2 separate regions of the Zea mays genome follow, and region 2 is linked to region 1. Evidence: chromatin contacts called from public Hi-C data. All regions are on one chromosome and are shown on one strand. The core of a region is the stretch at or near the end of the contact, and the rest is flanking DNA. Distances in the headings are between cores, read along the strand shown.

What was found. Hi-C and Micro-C count contacts between places; a contact is called where the count stands out from the background.
Region 2: a contact with region 1 is called in a Hi-C map of leaf, with 4 times the contacts expected there. The contact joins the promoter of LOC103648220 here to the promoter of LOC100304375 in region 1. A contact is called at or near these places in 2 of 25 Hi-C or Micro-C datasets (ear and leaf).

Annotation. Positions count from the first base shown.
Region 1 is chr2:237,938,839-237,944,406 of Zm-B73-REFERENCE-NAM-5.0, forward strand. LOC100304375 reads right to left here and starts at 2,191. Exons shown (of 3, transcript NM_001165813.1): 1 at 1,216-2,191. The coding sequence starts at 2,158.
Region 2 is chr2:238,161,964-238,167,531 of Zm-B73-REFERENCE-NAM-5.0, forward strand. It overlaps LOC103648220, which reads right to left and starts at 2,759. Exons shown (of 4, transcript XM_020548732.3): 1 at 2,598-2,759.

The DNA of each region.
Region 1 (5,568 bases), core at 941-3,440:
TTTTCATGTTGGTGGTTTTTTTTCGAGGTCGTTTTCAAAATTCAAATTTTAAATTTTTAAAATTCAGACGTAGTTTTAGTTGACAAGATGACTTCAAATGAAAAAGTTGCCAACTATAAACTTCTATAACTTCTCAAGATCTACAAAGTTTATTTCGGTGGTTTGGTCACTTGTTAATCTCACATGATGGTTCTAACAATATGCACAAATCTAATACATCTCTCTCGTAGTTTTATAAACTACGAGAGAGATATAGATTTTATGAATAAATTTACTTATATTTTGTCATATGAAGAAATGTTCAAAATATAAATTGTACATCATGATGAGTTATACAAATTTGTAGTTAAAATTTTTTCATTTGAATTAATTTACTGCTTTAAAATATGATTTTAAATTGTCTTTGCCGAGTGTCAAAAATAAAACACTCGACAAAGATCTTGTTTGCCTAGTGTTTTATTTACCGAGGCTTTTTTGTCTGGCACTCGGTAAAAAACTTCTTTGACGAGTGCCTGAAAGAAAACACTCGGCAAAATATTTGGCACCCGGCAAAAAGGCGAATTCCGATAGTGCCACACATAAGACAATTTAACGATAATTGTGTATGAGAGAATGAATTGTGGTCATTTAGTTGTTTTAGGTTTCAATGCCTATGATCTCGTGTCTAAGTGGCATCTCCCTCAAGATATTGTTTTATTTTCTTCCTTCTTTACTCAAATGTCACATCAGCTTTCTATCCTACATGGTATATATTAAATAATGAGTATAGTATGGCACCGTGCCTTGAGAATATACACCAGTCCTGCTCCAAATAATGCCAATTTAGTTTTTCTAGATGCATTACTAGATATATAGAGAAAATTCTACGTATGTCACCGCAATTTTGTCCAGTACATCCTAATCTCTTCTATGTCACTCGGATGCAATTTCTTACCTTTTTCATGCCCTCGTCAGTGGCGTAAAAGGGTAAGAAAATCACATGTACTTATCCTTTTGTGCCACTGACGATAGCATGAAAGGATAGAAAAATTACATCTGAAAGACATATAGAAGTGATTAGGACATTTGCCATCACAAACAAGGTACGGGCAAAATTGCAATGAGGTAGATATATATATCGGGATACATATAGTTAATAATAAAAGTGATGTATTTAAAATAACCAAATAAAACCACTTATAGATTGAGAAGAAGGGGATTATATATACTACTTACTCGTGCATTCACCATCACTCTGGACATAGGGGTTTCCGTCGTAGCCATGGGCACACTTGCAGAAGTAGCCAGGGCCATTGGTTGAATTAGTGCACTCGCTATGCTTGCTGCGGCAGCCATAGTCAGGTTCGTTGGGTGCCTGGGCGCAGGAGATGGAAGTCATGGAGTCGCCGTTGTTGTCGCGGATGGCCCAGTCGAGACGCAGTGGCATGGTCCACCAGTCCAAAGGCAGACGGTTGTCGGGTGTGTGCGACACAAGGTCGGATGCCTTGAAGGTGTAGTTGCCCTTCTCCACGATGAAGGCGTAGTCGCAGGGGCAGAAGGTCTGGTTGGCACGCGTCCAGGTAGACGAGAAGGTCATGCTGGTGTCCGTGATGCCTGGCGGGATGTCGACGCGGCAGCAGCCGAGGCCCGCGCAGGCACCGTCGCGCGGGTCCTTGTCGTCTACACTGACGGTGATACACCCCGTGAAGTATCTGTAAGGGAAGCGTGCGTTAACGTTGTGCACCCTCACGCCTTTGGTGAACGCATAGGTGTCGCAGCCGAGGACGAAGAGCTCGTTCTGTGTGTTGGAGATGCGGTATACGCCCTCTGGGTTGAAGTCCACATCTCCCGAGTAGATCCCAGTGACGCCCCCGGTGGCGTTGAAGCACTGCCATGCCACCGGAAGAAGCACTCGAGCCTCCGGCAACGGCGACACGGACAGGTTCAGCACCCGGATGTTCTGGTAGCGCGTAGTAGGTAGCAGCACTGGAATCTCCTCGCCCGCGCTGCCGTTGATGCACTTGATCCGGAACCCTTTGCGGGAGCAGTTGGTGCCGACGCCGAATGGATAGGGTATCTCTACGCCTCCACATTGCGTTAGGCAGCCTGGAATCGCGGCGGAGAGGCACTCCACTGCTGCAAGCTGGATGAGCAGCACTCGCAACAGGAGTGATGACATCGGTGGCTTTATTTGCTCACTAGTATAGTGTGTTCGCTGGATTATTAATTTGCTACTAGTTTGATGCGTGATATATATGTACGCCCCCCAGGGTTTATATAGGAAAAACTAGCTAGGGTTTGAAGGACAAGATGGTCCTTTCACTGTAACTTTAATTTCTTATTAGGTATGTGCTCGTACGATGTCACAGAACATAAATTGACGAGTCTCCAACGACTTAGGGCCCTATCGACGGGCGATGTGACTCGTGAGTACATCAAAATCCATGATTAAACATAGACATAGAACCATATAAATACGTAATAAAAAATGACGTTTTGTTCTCTTATGTGTTGTGCATAGGATACAAAGATTTTTTTGGAGGAACTTTGTTATCAATCTATTAAGTTATGATGATAATTCTTGTTGATATGCTATCCTTGCAAACATACATCAGAGACTTATCCATTCACATTTGATTTGAATGTGTCTTGGAATGAAGTGCTTGATTTTGTATTGAATGAGAATGAATGAGATGCTAGAATAATGTGAATGGAGGTGGTTGTGGTTGTATTTATAGCCACCAACCACTTTCTAGTCGTTGCCCACTTTCTGCCAACCGTGGACGGTACGCGCTCCTGGCCCAGACGGTCCACCACTGCACATCAATGACTGAAATCGCAATGATCAGCAGTAACGGCTATATCAACGGCTATAAATACATTAAATATGTCGTTAGATATCAGATAAAGCAGTCGCGCACGGTCCGGTCGTGCACCCCGAACAGTCTCCGAAGACGCTAAAAATGTATTTTACTGAACCCGTCACCTTCGGGTTTCTCTGGTTTTCAATGGCCAGACGGTCTAAGCTTGATCCCGGACAGTGTTCTTCTCACTTTCGGACAGTCCATAGTAGAAATGTGAGTTTTGCATAGTTCTTGTCCAACGCTCACCGAGGTGTCGTGAACGGTCCGCGCACAGGTGAATTTTCCAAAAGCTTCTCCTGCTTGGAATAATCTATGGTATTTCGGACAGTCAATTTAGAATTTGAGATGGTTGGACTTATGCAGCTGAGAATTCATCAACTAGAAAAACTAGTTAAACTAGTTAGTCCATTAAGTTATGATAGTCGTCAATCATCAAAATTAATTTAGAGAAAATGGTAAAGGCCATTTACCTTTTACATTTTTACTGGCGCTTTTCTTAAGAAATTCGCGAGTAAAAATGCACGATTTCTACTAGAGGTTTTGTAAAAAAACCGGCAGTAGAAATAATTTGAAATCGATTTGTTTATTTTTCAAATGACCTTGTATGAAAAACCATCCGAATAAAAGTTGTAGATCTCTAAAAGTTATAAAATTGTGTAGATGTCAACCTTTTCATTTGAAATCATTTGTACTCTCAAAATTTTACTTGAATCTATCAAATTTAAACTATATTTTTTTTGTAAACGACCTCGGACGGGAAAAAGTACTAAAATAGAAGTTGTAGAACTTAAAATATTATTCAACTTTGTATTTGACAACCTTTTCATTTGAATTCATTTGAAGTCTCAAATAATCAGTTTACTTTTGGTTTGTTCTAATATATGGACAACAAAACCCCTATTTTAAAATAAGGCACATTATAGGTGGAGTGGAAGAGAGTGCATTGCCTGAGGGTGAGGTTGTGAGTTTGATTCCTAGCTGCTTGTTGCCTAGCGTTGCGATATCTGCGTGAAAAAGCCATGACTTTATTAAAATATTTTTTTGCTATTTTTAAAACTTATTTATCGTTTCTGGAAAAGACTGGTAGTTTTATTATTTCAACCGTTAGTGTAAATCGATTTCCACTTGCGGTTTTTTAGCTCGGCCGCTAGTGGAAATCGATTTCCACTAACGGTTCTCATTTACCCGTTTATACACTGGATCCATTTCTACAAGCCTCCAGCACTAACAGTTCAAAAAAACGTTTGTAGAAATAGGTTTTAAACCGACTCTATAGAAGTTAGAACGGAGCGATTTAAAGGTTGGAGTAGTCATTGCTACTTTCTCGCTCTTCGCTAACGCCTGGTTTGGATCCTTGGAATTGAATTTCATTTTAATAATAGTAATTTAAGCACATGTCAATTAAGCTAATTAGATTTTATACAAAATGTATTTGTATAATATTATTAGTAAGATGTCGAAGATATTTATGTGCTACATTTTTATTATATAGAGGAGTGAGCCGAAGAGGGTTCTATAAGTTATAGAATAGAAACAAATTCTATTGATATATAAAATTATTTCCATTATCCACCCATGAATTCGAGATAGACTTATATCTGAACTTTATAGAGAGGTGAAAGTTAAATTGCAAACTAAATAGGTACTTTATTAAGTAAATTTTAATTTCTTCAAAAATGAATAATGGATGCAAACGCCCCGTAACAGTAATGCGAGCGCTATCACAATTTCTAGTCACCTTAGCATGAGTAGGAAGTAGACAAGGAAATCTGTATGGATATGATGTGACCATACAAATTTGTCCTTCTTAATAATTCCATGATCATATGGATTTCTGGACAGTAACCACCTCCATTATTATCAGCTAGTTCGTCAACTTGTGCTCTCTGACGTGCTGATATCTTATGCTATTCACAACTAATTGTTTCTTGTCACATTATTTAAAGTTATCATCTTATATATTACTATAAAAAATACAGTTGTCCAATGTATATTATCATGCGTTGTTTTATAGTCCCCACAAGACAATTAAATGCTAAATATGTATGAGAGTATATGAATTATGGGTCATTTAGATAACTTAAGTTTCAGTGCCTATGATCTCGTGTCTAATAAGTTGTATCTCCCTCAAGATAATGCTTTATTAAATGCTAAATATTCTTTTACCTCTTTACTCATATGCCACATCAGCTTTCTATTCTAAATGGCATATATTAAATGAGTATGATTATAGGCCAATTTATTTTTCTAGGTGGATATGTAACTAAATATAAAGAAAATTCTACTTATGTCATTGTAATTTTGTCTAGTACGTCCTAATTAGGGATGGCAATGGGTACGCATATGGGTAAATAACTGCAGATAATTATCTATTTGTCGGCGTTTTGACCCCGGAGGGTCCCTGGACCGACGAGTAAATTGTCGCTGCGTGTCCCAGCCCAGATGGGTCGGCGCGAGACGGAACACAAGGGGAGAGAGCACTAGGGGGAAACCGCGACCTCGTGTTGTCCTGCGCCCAGGGCGGATGCGCTTGCAGTAGGGGGTTACAAGCGTGCGCGTGGGAGAGTGAGAGAGAGCCTAGTTCGTCGGCCCTGTTCTCCCGCGCGGCCACCTTTCGTTGCCACTTGCGGCTACCCTTTCTCGCTACCTCGCTCTCCCCCGCACGGGGGCCCTGATCCTTCCTTTTATAGATGTAAGGAGGAGGCCCAGGTGTACAATGGGGAGC
Region 2 (5,568 bases), core at 1,509-4,008, 220 kb after region 1:
CACAACTCATATGGAGTTTTGGATACTGATTTACTAGGGACTATGTTGAGTATATGGATAGTGATTTTAAAGCCTCCATCTGTGGTAGAACCTCCCAAGTTATTGGGCCCACATGCACCTGTCCGTGTCTCAAAGACCTCAGACGGCTATGCATGTGCACCAGATAACTTAACAGGATATGTCCGAGTGTCCCAAGGACCTCGGATAAACCACTTACAACCAGGATCACAAGATTAAGTAAACACAAATCACACACCAATAATTTGCAGCGGAAATCTTATTACCAAATTTTACAAGTTACGTCAAGTTTACATTGTACATGATCGGAGTGATTACAAAAGTGACTCAAAGAAATAACTTTGAACTGTTATAAATTATTTGTAGTTTTGAAATATATGCTAGCTCAAGTGACCATTCTCAATAAGAAGTATAGAAGAGTTACTTAGACTTATAAGAAGGTCGTGCCCACCGGCGCTTAACACCAATCACAATCAAGTGACTCGAAACCTACAGCAACAATGGGTAAAACCCTAAGTACGCAAGTACTCAGCAAGACTTACCCGACTAAAGAAAAGACTTTCAAGGGTATGCTGGTTTTAAAAGGATTCAAGATAAGACTTGTCAAGAATCAAGGACTCAATTTTTGCAGAAGAGCTTACTAGTAGTGGATCCTTATGCCAAACTTTTACTTCACAAGTTAAGTACTTTTCCTGAATCTAGATTTGCCTAATCTAGAGCATTCACTTGTCCTACACTAGCTTCCTTTTAACCAAATCACAATCATGTTTCACTTATTAAACTACGATGCAGGGCAGTGATCCAGTCTTCATATCCGAGAAGTCTGGCGATCCGAATCGATTAATACCCAGCTGGGGATCTCCAACCACACGACATATGCTTCCCTTAACTCTTTTGCACATGTCTACCATTCCCACGAATCCTCCACCACATGAACAGGTCCGCGCCACCCGAGAGCACACCACCCCTTTTAGGTGGTCCGTTGCCAAGAGGGTATGTGTCACTCTCGCCATCTCTCCACTCCCAGTGTGCGATTGTCTTTTCATGTTTGGAATAGCTGGGTTCAGGCTTACCCATGATGAGGTATGTGGCCAGTTAAAGGGTCCTAGATCAGCAGGCCAACAATCGGTACGATCCTTAATCGACACAGACGGGCGACCTTGTCTGCTCAGCACCTGGTCTAGATTTATTCAAACCATTTTCCCATTTTTGGTACCTGACAGGGGTACTCTTTTCCAATGATGAGCCCACTCTGGCCAAAGTGGAGTCATCACCTTAGTTTGCTTTGATTTTTGAATCAAAAAGCTCATAACCATTGTTCTGCAATCATTCTTTTTGAAAACAAATGATTTTTCAGTTTCTAAGCAGGGCTAAGCATTATCAGTTCTTTTTATAAAACAGGGATTAAGGAGTTTCCAAGGAATGGTAATGCATCAATTGTTTATCACACAACTTCTATCAACCTAATGCATCATATCAGGTGATAAAGTATTTAAAACACAAGGAATGGGCAAATGCACCGGAGCTTGCCTGGGTAACACTAGGTTAGTGTTGTTAGACGACGACCACTTGACGATCATCCTTGTCCTAGCACTTGATCAGGCAGGTTCGTCCATCAGTATCACCATGCGGAGTAGCTCGCGCTTGGGGTCGACTTGGCTCGTCTTCCGCATCACATGGTTAATTTACGTACCTGAATGAAATGCATTATGCACATGAATGCATATATAACATATATATTTCAAAAGCCTAGTAAAACCTGGACTCCCTAGTATTAAATGCCAACGACTTAAAATAGTTATAAGAACAATCTAATCAACATCTTTAAACCGTGCGTCTTAATTAACCTAAATTACAGACTTAACTAAATCGAACATCACAATATACGTATGCTAAATCAATAACAATTACCGCGACCAACAATTATATTTAATCTAATTATATACCTAGTTGACTGGAATAACGAATCAACTTACCCTCATTAAATTCGACTTGAAACCACGAAATCACGACGCCTTTCAGCTCTAGCATTTCACCAAACACATGGTGAGTGCTGCATCGAATCGCGTTTCTTCTCCATCCACATAGAGAATCCTCCGGTCGCGTACTGATTTATTTCCTTCGGCGCCAAATCTTCTCGGATTTTTGGCGTGAACACAAGTGGGAGGCGTCACGTAGGAGCCAGCATCGGGGCAAGGCGACGGATCGATAACAAGCACCAAAGAGGGATAGGCGACGTTGTTGTAGACTCGGAAAGGGGACGAACGACGATGTCGATGTGTCGGCACCACGATTCCCGATCGACGAAGACGATGGTATGACGACTTATCGGAGCTGAGGCGAACGCGATCTAGGTACCATAGCAGCACGCCGATAAGTCCATGACAACACCACGAGGTAGACGCGACAACGCACGGCCCAACGGACAAAGGAGTGCGACGGCTGGCGAGCTGACTGAGGAAGTCGGCGCCGAGCTGTTGCTGCTCCACCGATGGAGAGGACCCAAAAAAATGACGAGGAAAGAGAGGAAGCTCTAGCCGAGCGCTGGCCGAGCGCTCCAGCAGCAAGGAGAAACTCACTGGGTTCACGCGATGGAGAGGACACAGTGAGCAAGAAGCTTCAGGAGTTTGAGCCTTTGGGAAGGGACGACGTGCTTGGGTAGGAGTAGGAAGTATGTGAGGGAGATAACCATATGTGCTGGCCTGATTTGGATCAGGGAGGCGACGTGGTGGCGTCTGGTGATGTCCAGGGACAAGAACTAATGGGAGGGAGCCAGCACATGATGGGGATAGGATTAAAGATATAGAGGACAGTGATGATAAGTGAGAAGATGTTTTTTTATTATAATCATTCTCTTCACCTATTGGTTTTTTTAACGCAATTACTATTCCTAGATTCACTCTCAAAACATAATTATAGTTTAGACTCAAAACTAGTGGAAAAATTCGTTTTTGCCTCAATTCAAAATGACACAAGGGGAACATAGCTCCGGCGTGATCTTTCTGCTCCAAAACTGATCCAGGTTTTCAGTCACCTGAAACTTCAAGTCAGATTTTCACTCCTTTTCCCATGCTGCTGGCTTGATACATCTCCTTACTAGGAGTTGATCTCCTATAATCACTCTCCAACTTTGCTTTAATGGGTACCAACTACCAACTAAGATTCAACAGATTTCAGGTTAGGGAGCTCCAAGGTTGGGTCAACACCACCGAACTGCACAACTCAGCGAACTGAATTTAACTCAGCACACCTCTGTCTGATAGAGCGAGTTTGAGAACCTTTTTCGCTCAATTCGAAGTAAGGACAGGAAGATCCTTCCTCATAAAAAGTATTCCGTTACAATAGATCTCCAGATTTCCCATAATACCCACGGATCACAGGCGCAAGGATTAAAAGCTAAACAGTGTTAAACCTGAGAGGAACTCACTGCCTTTCTGAAATTCAGCAAACTGAATTGAGTCCGATTGTACCATGCCTCTTTGCTAACCCACCTAAATCTCATGATTTCAAATAATAACAGGCCGACCTCAATTAATAAAACTTGTTCATAAAACATAACTCTACAAACTTGCTACAGCTACCCTAGGTCAAAAATTTATGGATCAAAAGTTATAGTGCTCCAAAGTGGGGTGAAAACTCTAAAATTCAGCTGCATCTAACTGAATCAAAAACTGAACACACATGCCTGACAGAGAATTGTTGGGCACAATTTACTCCATTTTTGTGCAGCACCAACCAAACCTTTCTTAAGGAAACTTGCTCACCATTATTTGTTCTTCAACTTTTCTATAGATACAAACCCCAGAATTCCATGGATCAGGCACAAAGAAGCTCCAAAGTTGCGCCAAAAACACTAAAATTCAGATTTAGTTAGCTGCACAAGTCTGAAATCCAAATCTGTGAGCTCCACTTTGGACCACCTTTTCTCCAAGTTCCAAGTAGCTTTAGGGGTATGAGCTTTAACTAAACTTGCACACCAACATACGTTCTTATACTTTGGTACACAAACTTTAGCCCCTAGCTGTATGGATCAGCCACCAACAAGCTCCCAAAGTTGCTTCAGAATATAAATTGTTCAGGTTCAGAGATTACACTAAGTCTGAAACTCCACATGTATTACAACCTCATTTTGGACCAGTTTTACACCCAGTTGCATATGGTTTTAGGGGCAGGTTGCCTAAGCAAATGTGTACTCCTAGTGTAGCTCTACAACTTTGTTACATTGTCCACCTTCAAACTGTTTATAGATCAAAAGTTATAAAGGACCAAAAACAGCTAGTTGATATTATTTTCAGCAAACTTCAAATCTGAATCAGAACTGAATTTAGAATTTTACTCCAACTTTTCCTATAAAACTTGGACATCTCCACACATGGAAGTTGTTCAACTTTCCACGCTTTACCATTTTGGTATATGGACTTTTGGCAACTTCTCACTAGATCTTAAATTCCACTTTTCGGGCTAGTTTAGGGTTTCAATTGAAATTTTGGACCTAATAAAATGTATTCTAGGTGTATCAAGCAAGATGATGCTAATGCATATGATGACATGCCACAATTTTAGTTCTCGTAACACCAGTGGTGTTACACCATCTACAGACCCAATGGTAAGCTAGAGTAACTAAGCATACTCCTTACCATGTCCATTAGCGTTATGTTTCGCCTTTCGGCTACCCCATTCTGTCGGAGTTCACCAGGTGTCGAATATTGGGCAACTATGTCATTTTCTTATTGGGAACCTCACAAAAGTCCCTTGGACTTGTCCATACTCTGTATGGCGCACGTAGTACTCCCCCTGTTCTGATTTGACAATATTTATCTTCAAATTGTGTTGATTTTCTATCTCGGTCTTGAACTATTTAAACTCTTCTAAAGCTTGTGATATTTGCTTAATAGGATAACTATAATAGTAGCGAGAGTATTCATCTATGAAGGTTATGAACGAATTGAACTCATCTATTGTCCTAACTAGAAAAGAACCACATATATTTGTACGAATAATTTCTAACACTCTCGTATTGTGCTTATCATTTTTCTTAATATGCTTCGTAAATTTACCGTTGATGCAATCTCTGCATTGCTCTAAGTCTATAGTGTCTAAGGGATGGAGAATCTCTTCCTTAATGATACACTCTATTCTCCCCCTCGAAATATGGCCCATACAATAGTGCCATAATTTCGATGATGTCTTGAAAGTGCATCCATCCCTTTTGTGGGTTTTGGTGATTTGGATAACAACACATTTAAAGCTCTAAAAATTTTGCTACGTGTTGAACAAGAAATTCAGTATGATGAACATACTTGAATAGTGTATAATGATCAGTGAACAAAAGTTCACAAGGTTAAATAACCAATGAGACAATGTAAATGGATATAATATGGTCTCTATATTGGTTTGAATATAAGGACAAGACCTAAGAAATCACTATGCATAAATATGATCATAATAGAGTTTGAAGTGATTAAGAGGATTGGTCAAGCCAAAGTGAATAAGATATGAGGAATCATGAATTGGCTTGACCATATTACTATTAGTCCATATATGCTTCTA